2 separate regions of the Columba livia genome follow, and region 1 is linked to region 2. The links are chromatin contacts, called in public Hi-C maps. All regions are on one chromosome and are shown on one strand. The core of a region is the stretch at or near the end of the contact, and the rest is flanking DNA. Distances in the headings are between cores, read along the strand shown. Region 1 holds the start of FDX1 (ferredoxin 1). Region 2 has its middle 33 kb from the start of ZC3H12C.

Region 1 (7,245 bases), core at 1,588-4,087, 160 kb after region 2:
GGAGATTAATAACATCAGAGGCTAAAATAAAAAGGGCCAGAGGAGTGAACATCACAAAGAACAAAATCTATTTAAACTCACAGGCAGTGCTAGCCAAAGATATATCAGTATAAATAATCCTATACTAAGAATGAAACTAATAAAATTAATACTTTGAAAATTAATACTTTGAAAATTAATAATTAGGCCTTCTATCTTTCCAAAGAGTGAAATTTTGGGGCTGTTTTTCGGAGCAGTTTGTAACAGCAGTAAGCTTTAAGAAACGGATAAATACTTCTGTATGTAGTTACTTGAGTGGTATGTGACAGCAAAGGTTTAGATTAGAAGGTCCAGAGGGTCCCTTTCGGATTTATTTCCTGCATTAACCATTCATTTATGACAAACAGCCTTCTGGTTAAAATCAGACTAAATTATCTGATACACCCTTTCAGCTTTGCAATTTTAGAAGTCCACATAAAACTGTATGTATTTAGCTAAATATTGCCTTACAAGTATGCACATATGACTCTATGCTGTAGTGACAATATTGAAATAAACTGTATTATTTTTGGCCACGTTATCTTCTGTTGCAAAAAAAGTGAAACCTGATGAAAAATAATTCAGCATGGGTGAGGGGATACCAGTATACTAGCTAAGGATCTAGCCCTCAGAGTATTTGTTTCAGTGACTGGTTTACGATACATTCACATGCGTGTCATCTGACACAGGCAAGTCACATGGATGAAATGCAAACAGTAAATTTATTTTCGTTATCTTGCTAACCAGGGGATCTCTGAAAAAGCAGCTACGCACCCAGGCAGGGGCACACGAGTGGGAACGCAGGCATTGCGGAGCTCAGTGCTTATGAGATCACCGAGCCTGCTGGTTTTGCCTGTACACCAGGGATTCACGCAGGCAGTTTCTCATGCTGCTTTGATCTTTGCCTGCAGTAGAACAGGAATTTCAAGGATGTTTGATAAGGTCCCTTTAAGACTTTCACAGGCCTATGTTATCTAAACACAGAGGTTCTACTTGTGAAGCAGACAAAGATAAACAACAATTAGTGTGATGTGTTTTTCTACACCCCAGCTGCGGTGGCTAGGGCGTATTTACAATTCTTCTCACCAATCTTCCATTATATTCCCACAACATGCTAATTGCATTTATATTAATATATGACTTAACAGACGTATTGAGTGCATTGATTTCATTTCTATTTTAAAACATTACAAATGGCATATTTTAACAAATGCAATTATTTTGCTAGTAACCAAATAACAGCTGGAAGCTACTCTGCCAATGGAAGCCTGTGTAAAGTTACTGCATCATCTGTGACAGGTACTGGTTTTAAGGTAATTGCCTAGAAAAAATGGTCAACCTCATGTCAGCTGAAATTTAGATACACTATGCATGTCAGTAATTTTAACACTTTCAAAATCCTATGCTAAATCTAGATGGGGACAGCAGCAAATTTGTTCTTATGGAAAGAATACTGGATTGTAAAGGATAATGACATGAAATAAAATTAGTATAATAGGATTCATATAGCATAGGTGCTATAAAAGCTTCTTTGACATAGCAATGATTGAAATAAAGCCTAAAAAGCAAGATTCAAACTATGTAAAATCTTGTGTTGGCCATATTTGTAATGCGTAAAGGGAATCGCTCTAACAACATTGAGTGTAACTTAGAGGGTGGGAGTTATATACCAGAAGCAGAGGAAACTGGCACATTCAGGTAACTTGGCTTATGGGCAGACAGTCTGGAGGCTTTTGGCATATAAATTATATTATCTCCCTTTTTGATCTTACTCTGGCACAACAAAACCACACTCTCAAAATCATAAGGCATCAGGAATAATCTTAGCTACCTCAAGAACATCAGAGGTAAACAACATTTCCTCCTCTTCCCCATTTATTTCCACTCCTGCTTGAATAAATTATTTTGAAGAAAATGATTCATTTCTTCCTCATTCACTCAGCACTCTCCAGTTTGAGCGTGGTCAAATGAAGGGTATCTACATAACTATCTAATAAAAATTTGTAGAGCAAAGTGTACATTGCAGAAAGCCAAAGTATGTCTACATGTGCAGCCTGTAATTTCTCAGGAAATCTCAAAACTTCCTGTTGCATATACTGTTATTTGGGCCATTCACCGTGAGTGCTCACCTGCTGTTAAAACCTCGGGTAGCATTGTTGTCGCATTGCTAAGGCTTGGGTTTTACAACTTGATCTTCTGTCATAATAAATAATGATGGGGAACTGGGAATTTCTTGGTGGTTCTGCCTGGACAGCCTGTCGAAGAACTGAGATCCTTGAGCTGCCATCCCCACTGCCCTGGGGCTGTTCCTCTTGCTGTACCTAGGGCCAGGTAGCCCAGGCTAGGCTCCTTAAGGGGCATTTGGGATTTGGTGACAACTCCTTGGCCACCAGTGCCACAGTGTGTGCCAGGGACCCCGCTGTGGCCCGAACTGAGCTGAGCCCTTCGCTGGGCCCAAGCCGTGACAAGAAATCCCTCACAGGCCCAACCAGAGAGGGGGGCAGGATACGTGGGGTTTCACAGCACCATTTTCCCGGGAAGACTCGGGACAGGGCTTACATTTGGGAACCAGAGAGCTTTCACCGTCCTACAGCGCGGTCTGTGACAACAGGAGGGACCTGACGAGCAGACGGCGGCGGCGCCTCAGGCGACGAGCGCCTTGCCCTTTTTCCGTAAGGGCCGGCCCGTTCCCTCAGCGCACCACTGCGCACTTTGCGTAATCCCGCTCTTCCCATCGCGCAGTCACCTCTCACCGCCGTCATAAGGGGGCGGGCCGTGCGCTACGTAGATGGTTGCGAGAATCGCCGCAGTTCACGCCAGAGGCGTAAGCCCTGGGACTTTGCCCCCGCCTCTTCCGGTAACGGCGCGGAGACCTCGCGCTCTCGTTTTGCTGCCGGTATGGCTGCCCCGGGGCCGGCCCGGCTCCTCCGGGCCGCTGCTGCTTCTTCCCGCCGCTGGCTTTTTTCCGCCTCGCCGGCAGCCGGGACGAGGCCGGGCTGCGGCAGCGCCGCCGCTGCCGTGAGGGCGGCCCGGTTGTTCAGCGTCTCTGCCCGGGCGGCGCTCAGGTAAGAGGGTCGGAGCCCTGAGGCGCCGGCCGGGCTCCTCAGGGCGGCGGCCGCCCTCCCGCTGCCGCAGCGCTGTGCCTTTTCGGGCCTTGGCGCTGAGGGCACCCGGGACCAACGGCCGCTTGTGCCACCGGCTGGCGCTGCGTGACCTTCCCCCGGTCGCTCGCAGCTCCGCGGTGCCCCGCTGTCCCGGCCTCGCCGCTGCCCGGCCCGCTCAGGGCAGTCCCGGCCTCCTCGCCCCCCTCACGGCCGCGCCTCGCCCGGCGCTCGCCGTCCCGCCTGCGGCTGCCGTGGCCGCGAAGTGCTCTGCGGGTGGACTGTCCACCCGCCTCCCCGGGCTGTCGGCCGAGCGCCCTCGGCGAGGCTCGGGAGCTGTGCCGGGGCCCGTTGGCTGGAGGTGCCTGTGGGCCGGTCAGGTTTGGGCCTGTCGTTAAGCCTGTGTGACCTGGAATCCTGTTGGCAAAGCTTATGATGTTATGGAAAGCGAAACCAGGGTTCCTAATGTTCAAACTAGTTTTCTAAAAGGCTGCGACCTTATCAATGTTGCTTTTTCGTGAAGGACAGCATTTGCCCCCCTCCCTTTTTTTTTTTTTTTTTCCTGTGAAAGTCTGACAGGGCCTGTGGTAAAAGGTACAGCACATCAGAGATCCCAACACTGAAGATCTTTTCTGCCTTTGGTATCATTTTTCTTTATTGAAGAGCACTAATGCATCTAAGTCTGCAGAACTCATCGTCACCAGTATGTATGAGTAGGTGTTTCAAAATGCATGATATCTGTAGACGTTCAGTATTCCACAGCCCACAACTATAGATTTCCACTTTGGTACTGAGTCAAAGGCTGTTTATGCATGGCTTTCTGGCTTGTATATTTGAAGATAGGTCAGAGCGTACAGTTAACTTTCAGTGTTTAAAATCCATAAATTTTAAAGGCCTAATATACTTGGTTGCCAGAGAAGTTTTTTTGACTCTGAACAGGACCTGCCCAACATCAGCGGTATAGGCTAACCTTTTTCCAGAGGGCTGGCTTGAACCCTCACCATCAAAGCTGTTTCAGTAGTTTGCTTTTAAACTCTTCTGTGGGTGCTCTTTTGCTTTGTTCTAGCAGATACTTTTAATATGGAGAGAAACTAACTTTTTAGTCTAGAACTCCCATATGAGATAGGTAAGTTACTGGTTTAGATCTGAATGACACTGCTGAGTGTAATTTTTTAAAAAAGGCTACACTGAGTGCCCTGACCATCAGTTATATCTGAGGTCCCTCATTAGCAGTTTATCATTCAAAAATCAAAATGTTTTTGTAAAGTGTTATTCAAGTTTTAAAAGTTATTAAAAATTATTTGACAGTGTAAAAATGGGAGGAAAAAGAATACTAAAAAGTGAAAACATTTCTTTTCGTAATAGTATTGTAGGACCTGTAATCCCCCAGGCCTTTCACAAACAGACTGAACACAAGATTGGAATTTACTCACATTCATTGTGCAAGCATACCAGCAGAAAAGCTCATGTGAGCAAGTATTGCAAATGTATTGTTTATATACTCCATGTCATAACCTGGCTGAGTGAGTCAGGAGGAAAAAAAAATCTTTGTTTCTTTCATATATTAGTGTTTTCACGATTTATATGCAAGTTACTTTCTCTAGTCCTACCATTTTTGGATGTCATATTATTTGAGACTAAATTCCTGAACTTTATATAGTCAGACTGTTATTCCAGTAAAAAGATACAGCATTGTTTGTATATGTAAAATTTAGCTGTATTTGTGTCAAGAGGATCAAGACCTAGTTAAATAAATCATCAGCCGTGGTGACTGCTGTGAGGAGAAGTTCCCAAGCGTATCAGTAAAGCATCAGGCACTATGTTTTAATTTCCATCTCATTCCTTTTCTTGCTCCATTTTTATCAGTTATCCTCCCTTTTCGTTTCATGGTGGTTAGTAGTTACCTTAGTACCAGTGTAGATAGCTGTACAGTATTTTTGGTGCACAAAATAATTATTGCATATTCTAAAGATTAGTTCAGATTTATAATTTCTGTATTTTGAGGCTTGTATAACAGTTTCATTTGTGAAACTCTGCAGAAAATTGGGTATCACTGTTAGATTTACTATATAATAAAAGATCTGGAATTAATGGAGTTGGTTTCACCATGTGCAACACCAGGCTACAGTTGTGATCTTTGTTTTTTTTAGAGGAATGTGAGAAGTGATTCTTAACTTGGAAGTAATAACTGAAGATTCAAAAGCATACTTCTTTAAAGGTGGAAGAGGTAGCTGTCAGGATTCTTGCTGTATTCTTTGATCTGTGGGAGGGACAATGAACAGCATTTACAGTTCTCTGGTGCTCTTCTGTGTATTTGCAATATGCTTAATTTAGGGTATCCTAAGGAAGCTTGATAACAAAGCTGATAGTACTGTGGCAACCATATGAAGAAATAAATTATATTTTACATTTGGTGAAAAGGGTTAATCTGAGCATGAATTGGGATATTTATGCTTTATGCAGATTACACAAAATATGTTTTGTTCTTCATGATAATGCTGAGGCTATTTATACTTGCATGGACCTGGCACGTGTTTCATGTTAATTGCCTGTAACTAGTTCACATTATGGTGGTGTTTTTATTTTTTTTTTTTTTTTTTTTTTTTTTTTTTTAATCCATGCAAACAATGTCTGGGTAGACCAAAGCCATGTTAATTGGAATTTCTAAATCCTAAACATTGTTTCATGCAGGTGCGATTCTGATTTTTTAATATCTGGTAGTCATTGCAAAGATCTGCACAGTGTGTGTTTTGAATGTCTGTCTAGTCTGATTATTATGCACACACATGTCTAAAAATATTTTCACCATTTGAGCTTGTGCACAATAAAGCCTCAGTGATTTTGTTTGTTTGGTTGTTTTTTTTAATTTGAACATTTTGACTATGTGAAGAGTGGTAAAGATGACAATAGCAGAAAACCAGATTCTACTGGAAGACTTAATAAAGCTAGAGATAGCTTTCTTACAAATAATTAACTTCAGTTTCTGTTATCAAGCAGGGTGGATTAGGTCCTGTTAATTACTGTAGTGATCTTTAACAGAAGTCAGTGACTTGATGGTGGTACTTTGGTTTGTCCCCTTGCTGCTTGCCACACCAGTTAGGCACTCACAGCCCTGGTGCAGTCCTGTGACTGTCTGAAGCTTATGCAAGATTGTTATTGCCGAGAAGGGGATCCAGCTTCTGTTTCCTCACTTTTGTTGTGGGCAGTTGCACTTCTGTCATTTTTACTTGCTGGTTCAGATGGGACTACTTTGTTTTTATGGTTGATTTTCATCTAGATTAGCAAAATGAGTTGCCTTGCAGTACACAAAAGTTAGATTGTGTTATTGTGTCATAAAGTTGCACCAGTTTAAACAATTGTGTTACTGCAAGTTTCACATGAGGCAGACCTGACTGTGTACCAGTTCTGATGTTCATATGGCCGTTTACCTGCCAAGGCTAGGTTTCAAACAGCTTTGTTTCCAAACCCAGTTTATTGCATGACAGTGTGAGTGCTACGGATAGAAGGAATAAAGGAGGATGGCCAGGACTCTTCTTGTGCCAGATGAAAGTCTAATCATGGGCAAAGGCAGTTTGAGGCGTGTTTTGAAAACTGGGAGGGAGATGACTTGTCTTTTACAAAGGTCCAGTGATCTAATGGATGGCCAGACAGCTTGCTGTTTGGTCCATGTTATTTGTGATTGCCTCATCTTGTAATAGAGGAAAGGGCATGTTTTGAATATTGTACAAATATTTAGTGTTTGCGATGTCTGTGCTTTGGGCAGAGGATCCCCATAAATGCACATACATCTTACATTGTGTCTCCTGTAAGGGTTTTGTGTTTGTCATTTTGACAGCAATATTTCAGTAAACGAGAGTGTTTTGGTGAGCTCTGAAGAGGCTTTTTGGAAGCAGTTTAAAGTTACATTGTCAGCAGCCTACTTTGGCTATCAGAATGTGCATCTATACCTTTGTGGTTGCAATCTAAACCCATTAGTCTTAAACTTCCAGTGAAGGTGGTGATTTTTTTTACTAGTGTATCTAAGAAGTGGGTGTTTGTTTCTTTGGTTGTGCTGTGGGAGGTGTTAACACAGCAGAGGAGCAAAAAGAAGAGTGGTAACTTAAACCCTCACAGAGCAGTTTGCTGG
Region 2 (7,333 bases), core at 2,694-5,193:
TGCAGCTACGAACTCTGCTGAGCCAGGGAATATGCACTGTGTCCTTCTCCCTCAAATCTAAAACGTTTCATTTCTGCCCTGCATGTTGTCACTTTTATGATCAGCAAATAGGTTTCTCTACTTCTTAAAACGTAATTTCAAGAATGCAGTCAATGCACAGAGCCCTAATTTGACAGCCAGGCCCTGCAGTGTAGTCTTTCTTTTCCAAAGCTGCCAGAAAACATCCTGTAATTCCAAGGAAAGAAGATGACCCCAGTAATATTTGAAATGTGCCCATGTTGCAGACAGATATGTCAGTACTTTAAACAAGTAACTAGTCAGTTTTATGAGGCTAATGCCAGCAGTATGACCCCCCAAAGACCATACATCATCAAATAATTTTGTTGTTTTGAAATGCAGACATAGAGCAGAATCACAGAATCAAAGAATAATTTATACTGCAACTGGTCACGCAGCCCAGTGTGCGCTCAAAGCAGAGACAACTCCAAAAAGACATTAGGCAGCCCAGGGCTTTCAGAGTTCGCTTTTTTCAGTGAGTATTTTTTGTCTCTTCAGTTCTCTGACCCTGAAATTACTATTCCACATCTCATCTAACACCTCTGCAGGCAAAGGGACACTGCATAGGCCTCTGGACTTCAGCACTCTCCCTTCATCTGCAGCATCTGCATTGGGACATCTCAAATATTTCAGCTTCTTTCTGTTTCCCTCTCCTTTTCTCCCTCTCATCAGGACAAAAAACAAAAACAAACAAACAAACAAACAACACTGTGTAGAATTATTAATATTGCCCCATGCCATGTGGAATGATGAATTAAAAAATTATGGATAATGATGGATGAAAATTGCCATCCTTTCCCTGAGGATATGGCATACAGGGAGCAGCAAGTCCTGCAGCAGGCTGAGGAGTAGTGCTTCTGCTGAGGCCATTAGCTGGGTTTGAGGCCATGAAGCCCCTGGGACCAGACCATAGCATCCCCGAGGCTGGACCGCAGCATCCCTGGGACCGGACCACAGGATCCTGGGGCTGGACCGCAGCATCCCGAGGCCGGCGGCGGGTGCTGGCGACGCTGCAGCGCTGCCTGTCCCCCACCACCGGCTGTGAGGGAGGATGCTCTGGGACGGGAGCTCCTACGGCAGTCAGTAATACCGACACAGCCCGCTAGACGGTGCCGTCCTAAAAGCTAAAAAAAAAAAGGCAAAAAAAAACCAAAAAAAAACAACCAAAAAAACCCCACGCAAAACAGCTAAACGTCAAATCTGCGTGTGCACAGGAGATCTGCTGCCGGAGGAGGACCCACCTTGACACCTCTTTGGCCGGAGATCCCCAGAGATGCCACCCAAGCATCCACCCGTAAGACCTGCCCTGCTGCAGAAATGCCCCTGCGCCCACCACCACAGGCCCACGGGTCCCAGGCTGCCCCAGCAGCAGTGCTGGTCCTGTGGAACAGCATCTGGGTGCAGCTGGGTTCGTGCTTTCCTACAGAGTGCCAACGACAAGCAAAAAAACAATAACCTGATGAGTAATCTGCAAGATTTTGAAAGCAGTGCTGATGTATTTTCTCGCCCGGCTGCACCTGCATACTGCGGCTGCAAGCACATCCCATGCCAAAGCCAGCAGAGCACAAACCTCTTGGAAGGTGTGGAGCTCAGACATGTGTGCAGCTCAGCCCTTGACACAGGGGAAACCAGCCAGAACCAGCAGTGTGAGGAGACAACCAAACTGTCCCGTCTTCTACACACCTCCTGGTATCTTATCCCATCTCTCCTTCAACCAGGGAAGTGAAGGGTCCTCCCTCCTCTCAAAGAGTCTGACTCCAGCGCAGGGAAAGGGTCTCACCTCCTTCTGGCAGCACCTCAGAGCTGCAAATACATGAAACATCGTTATGAACTGTTCCATGCCAGGTATTCCCCGCTTTGCACCAAACACGCAAGCCAAGATGTAACACAACCTTGCCCCAGACGAAGGCCCTCTGCCCCTTTCTCCCTGAGCCAGGCTGTTTGGAGGAGCTGTGTTTCCAAGGATGTATCACACCTCTTTCTCAATGGCAAGCAGACATCGCGAGGTGTCCTGGAAGACGTGCTGCCCTGGTAAGGCACCACTTAGCCAGAGAGCACCATCTGAGAAGGAAAATGGAAGGGTTAGTCACCCAAATTGCTGCTCCCATGAGGCACAGGTTAATGTGCCTCAGGAAATATTTTGGAACAGAAATGTTCAGGGCGGGAAGGGAGGGCTGAAATAACAAAACAAAACAAAGCAAATCTATGGTTGCTCAGCTGTACTTCTAGACCCTCAGAAGATGCTCTGTCTTCGCTGCCAGAGAAACCTCTCAGAGCGGGAAACAGGGAGCTAGCACAGATCAGCATGTCCTTAGAAATTTTCCTTGGAAATTTCCTTGCAAATACTGCCGTTTACTCATTGGGTTATTTGTTTTTGCTCATATTTGGCACTCTAAGAAAATACATACCACTCATACAAAGCTTAATCAAGCTACATTAAATTTATATGCTTTTATGTAAAGATCCTTTCTTGCATTTTTATAAATAACTGCTGTGTGTACCACACATTCATCTCAGTTACAGTGACTTACCCTGTTGTCCGAAATTGCTATGTTTTTGTTTGTTTGCTTGTTTGTATGTTAACATGGCACAAGCAAACAGTGGTGGAAACACAGCAATCCGATGAGTCAGAACATGAGTTTTTCACTCCATACCAGACCATCACACTAGTTTCTAGAGAAAACACCCCCTTTATGAATCTTCCAGTTCACATTACTGCCTCACCCCATGTCTAAGGAGGAGCCAGAACAGCCCACAGCTTTTGCTCAGACAAGGAACAGCCACCCACATAACACAATCTCCAGAAAGGACACTGACAGAGCTGTTTCCTGACTTCAGCCAATATGTTCCTCTTGTTTCCCACTCTTTCCCTCTAATTTTCCTCCGTCTCAGAGCAGCCACAACAAAGACACTCCAAGCTGCTGCATGAACCAAACATACAAGAAATGGCATTAGAGCAGAGACACAGCACACAGCTCTCACAGTGGAGGAGGAAGAAAACTTTTTCGCTCAGACAAGGTGCTATCAGTTCACATCCCTTCACACAGAGGATCTGAAGTGAACCTGGGTCTTATAGACCCTGAGTTGTGCCGTAGCTAGTGAGCTCAGAGATCGTAAATAGGAGACCAACTCACCATCAGCCCCCAAAACTGCTTTCAGGGAAAGTATTTGGCAAATTGGGTCATACTCACTAATAGTCTGGTGATGACCAACACTGTGTTGTTGGAAACAAAGCATTCACCAAAAGCAGTTCAGCCAGCACTACCGACAGGTCTGAATGGAAGATCAGGGCCCAAGGCTTTGTCTAAAATCAAAACTTTCTGTAATTTAATGGAATTCAAATAACAAACCAAATTAATTAAACTGGCGCAAATCTCTGAGCAGGCCATCTTAATCTACTGTGCCTTAAGGCTTATTTACAGACAGCTTTATGCTCCATTGACCATTTCTGTATAGCTTCTTTATATCAGTGTAACTCATCTGAGGAGACACCTCATTATATCACTCCAGGGGATGCCCTGATTTAGCTTAGAGTGATTGCCAAACACAGTTAATGAAAACAACACAAGCATTGTGTGTATCAATTCAAACAACTACCCATTTGCTTTAAGCTAAACTAGGTTTAGACAAAGTTAAGCTGTTCCTACAACATTATGCTAGTCTTAAATCACTGCATATGCTTTAATCTTCTCCAGCCAAGAAACAAATGGTCTCATTAGTAAGTGAGACTGTAGAACGAGACATGCATTAGCTCCAAGCTGCCATCAGTGGGCTCTGAGTGCAGCTAACGTGTTAGCTTAAGCCGAATGTCATCAGCACAGCACAATTATAGCACAGATGTACTGAGAACAAGGCCAATTCTGCATGTTTCTTTATTTAAACAATTCACATACTCACCTCAAACCACTCACAGTTCATTGCTGAATGGTATTATCATCAAGCAGCAGCACCTCTTATCTTTCCTCCCCCGGGGCATCGCTCAACCATCATGCGCTAACAGCCATAAGCCACTCCATCCAGCACATCCAGGTAGGAAGATTAATGCACAACTACATCTGCTGTAATGAATTCAGCCTCTCCCAACACTGGCACATGCTGCATGTCTTGGCACCACAGCTATGAGATGGTATTAACTGTTGCATGACCACATACCCTGATGACAGGGAGAGGCCTGCCTACAGTGAAGGGCTGCATAGCTGTATTCCTTCTGGAGAAACTGGAAACTACATAAAATCAGCTTTCTGAATGGCCCTAATACCTTCCTATGACTTGGCTCCTCTTCTGCCTTTTTGTCTCTCCTACACATGGAAAGTCACAGGTATTTTGGGGCAGGAACCAATACTTCATCCTCGGAGGTATTCAAACTGCAACTGGATGAAGCTCTGAGCAGCCTGGCCTGACCTCATACCTGACCATGCTGCAAGCAGGAGGTCGGACCAGAGGCCTCCTGAGGGTCCCTTCCAGCCTGAGGTATCCTCTGGTGCTGTGATTCACAGCAAACGGCACATGGAATCAGTGTGGGACTGGCAGAAAGGGGATGGAGAAAGGCTTCAAAGAGCAAGTATTTTTGGTTGTAAGTTCATGCTTACTAAAAAAAATACCTTCTGCATTCTTAAATACATTGAATTCATCAAATTAAATGCAAAAGTCTACCAGGACATTCAACAAGGTATTTATCTCACTAAGTGTTTTGAGGAGCAATAGTAAATGAACAATGAATCCTGTCTTCTGGAAGTTCAGACGAAAACTTTCAACCTTGCCTGCTAGAGTTTAAACTTGTCTGTACAAAGACAGAAAAATAAAACTACAGCTACTTCAGCTAAGTGCAGATCAGGCCATGACAGTCTGAAGTTAGATGAATATAAATGAAACCATCCTGAAGGTCAGAGGTTATCTCCTGTATACAGCCTCCTCAACACAATCAATTCATTTCCTCTGAAGACTCAGAAGAATAGTATCAGTAACCACAGCAACGCTGAAATACAAGTATCATTTTTAGCTTCATGATGTAGGCTGCACAAAATGAGAGAACACGTTTTGGAAGTTTTCGTCACAGCCTACTTCAGTTTTTCATGGGTTTATTTTAATTACAGAACACGTATCTGAGGGGGTTTAATAGTCCTTAAAACTTTCATTGAGAGATGACTGGTTTGCGTTCATTGTAGCTCGCAGTGAGGAAGTCAGTGGAACCAGAGCTCTTCTGCCTCCCACTGCAGCCTCCTCAGCACTGAGGAGATAACTTCAGTCCCCTGCCCTCACCTATTCTGGACCTAAAGCAGAGCTTGAAACTCTTTTTAAACCTTTGGAAAAGGCCCAAATGGTATTTCTGAGCACTGCACCACCAGCCAGACCAACAAAACCCAACTGCCCCGATCAGTGTCTTCCTGCCACTCCTTCTTTAGCTGGAGGACAACCTGGATCCATGCATAAGCACTTGAGGCATCAGGGTGTGGGCAATCAGACCTCTGCACCATGTGCCCATAGTGCCTGGGCCATGACTGGCCCTGCCCAGCACAGCACCAACCTGAGAGGAGCTTCCACATTGGGATGTCCATCACAATCACCTCTAAACACCATCTACACCATCTCTGGGAGATCGACATGAGACTTTGAGATATAAGGGCCCAGGAACCCTTCATGTAAAGAGATGGATGTCACCAGAGAAGAAGGCCACCAGCGCAGACCTCTGTCCTGAGCAGAACTGCAGAAGTGATGGTGCTTTACAGGTCCAAGGGCTGTCCTGCAGGACACTCTCCTGTCCTGAGATACAGGACATAGCAATGCATGCTTGCTATTGCGATCCCTAGCCAGATCAACTTTTAGAACTATTGTATTTATTTTCAGGAGCCTAAATAGAAGCAAAATAATTTGTCAGCAGTTTTGGCTAACTGGGGAGGTCCAAGGTGACTGAAGGCTGGCAAATGTAACACCCGTCTACAAGAAGGGCCAGAAGCAGGATGCGGGGAACTACAGGCCTGTCAGCGTGACCTTGGTGCTGGGGAAGGTTATGGAGCAGATCATCCTGAGTAACATCATGCAGCAAGGCTTATGAGGAGCAGCTGAGGGAACTGGGGCTGTTCAGCCTGGAGAAAATGAGGCTGAGTGGAGACCTTATCGCTGTCTACAACCATCTGAAAAAAAAATGTAACAAGGTGACTGTTGGTCTCTTCTCCCAAATAACAAGCAACAGGATGAGAGTAAATGGCCTCAAGTTGCACCAGGGGAGACTTAGATTGGATATTATGAAAAATATATTAACCAAAGGTTTGACAAACACTAGAACAGGCTGCCCACCATCCCTGGAGGTATTTAAAAGTCATATAGATGTGACAGAGGAATGATTTAGTGGTGGAGTTGGCAGTGCAAGGTTTACAGTTGGACTAAATTATCTTAAGGGTGTCTTCCAACTTAAATGATTCTATTATTCTATGATTCTATGAAAAGAGTTTATTTTTCAAAAATAAAAACCTCTTTATTCAGTTAATTAGCCAAGTACATTGTAAAAAAAAAAATAAATGAAGTAGTTTTTAGATGACAGAGAAGAAATACTAGTCTTAGAAACACTAGTCTTCACAGTGCAGACTCACCTTCACCAAAAAACTTAAACTGGATTGAAACTGGAAAAGAAGAAACTGAACTAAATCCTGTGAGGTCCTGACTTGCTGCTGCTTTTGTGTAACTACGAGATATTTGTTTCATTTCTCACACGTCACTCAAGAAGGAAATGCTATTAAATGAAAGTACAGCTATGACCTTCCCCAAAAGACTTATCTGATACCTCCCCACCTCCAGCAACAGATTTAGTAACTCCTGCAGAGGATTCAGAAGTCTCTGCAACACCTTTATATCCATGGCTTCATTTTTTCCCATCTTTTTATGAGCTATTAATCCATGATCAAATGTGTTCCTTGATCCTCACTAACTTACTATCTTTGGGAGTCTTTAGTGATGGATCTTCCTGAAAGCCTTCTGGAAACTCATGTACATGAATCAGTTTGCCTTAGCTCCTGTGCTCACTGGCTTTTGGATAGAAACCCTGCAGAAGCTCTGCTAGTCCTTCCCAAGGCCATGTTCGTCCGTGTATCTGCAGATCCTCCTCATTACTGTAGTTCCCTTCAGTTTGCTGAGGGTAGCCCATTGATTTCTGAGTCCATCTGTAGAATTCAGGTGGAAAATCAGAGCCACATTTGTCAGCTTCTCTGTTACTGACGCAGCTTTAATCAACAGGACACTCAGAACAACTTACTATTTAGCAACTTCAAAATGCCCTTCCTCC

The links. Hi-C and Micro-C count contacts between places; a contact is called where the count stands out from the background.
Region 1: a contact with region 2 is called in a Hi-C map of crop, with 2.0 times the contacts expected there. The contact joins the promoter of FDX1 here to the enhancer-like site in region 2. A contact is called at or near these places in 2 of 2 Hi-C or Micro-C datasets (crop and liver).

The regions. Positions count from the first base shown.
Region 1 is chr1:19,494,097-19,501,341 of bColLiv1.pat.W.v2, forward strand. FDX1 (ferredoxin 1) reads left to right here and starts at 2,838. Exons shown (of 4, transcript XM_065049169.1): 1 at 2,838-3,083. The coding sequence starts at 2,917.
Region 2 is chr1:19,335,383-19,342,715 of bColLiv1.pat.W.v2, forward strand. No RefSeq gene overlaps it. Among named protein-coding and RNA genes, the nearest start is that of ZC3H12C, 33 kb to the right of the region's middle. Within about 2 kb of position 3,944, at least 1 of the 3 cell types and tissues checked has an H3K27ac peak away from gene starts, as active enhancers do.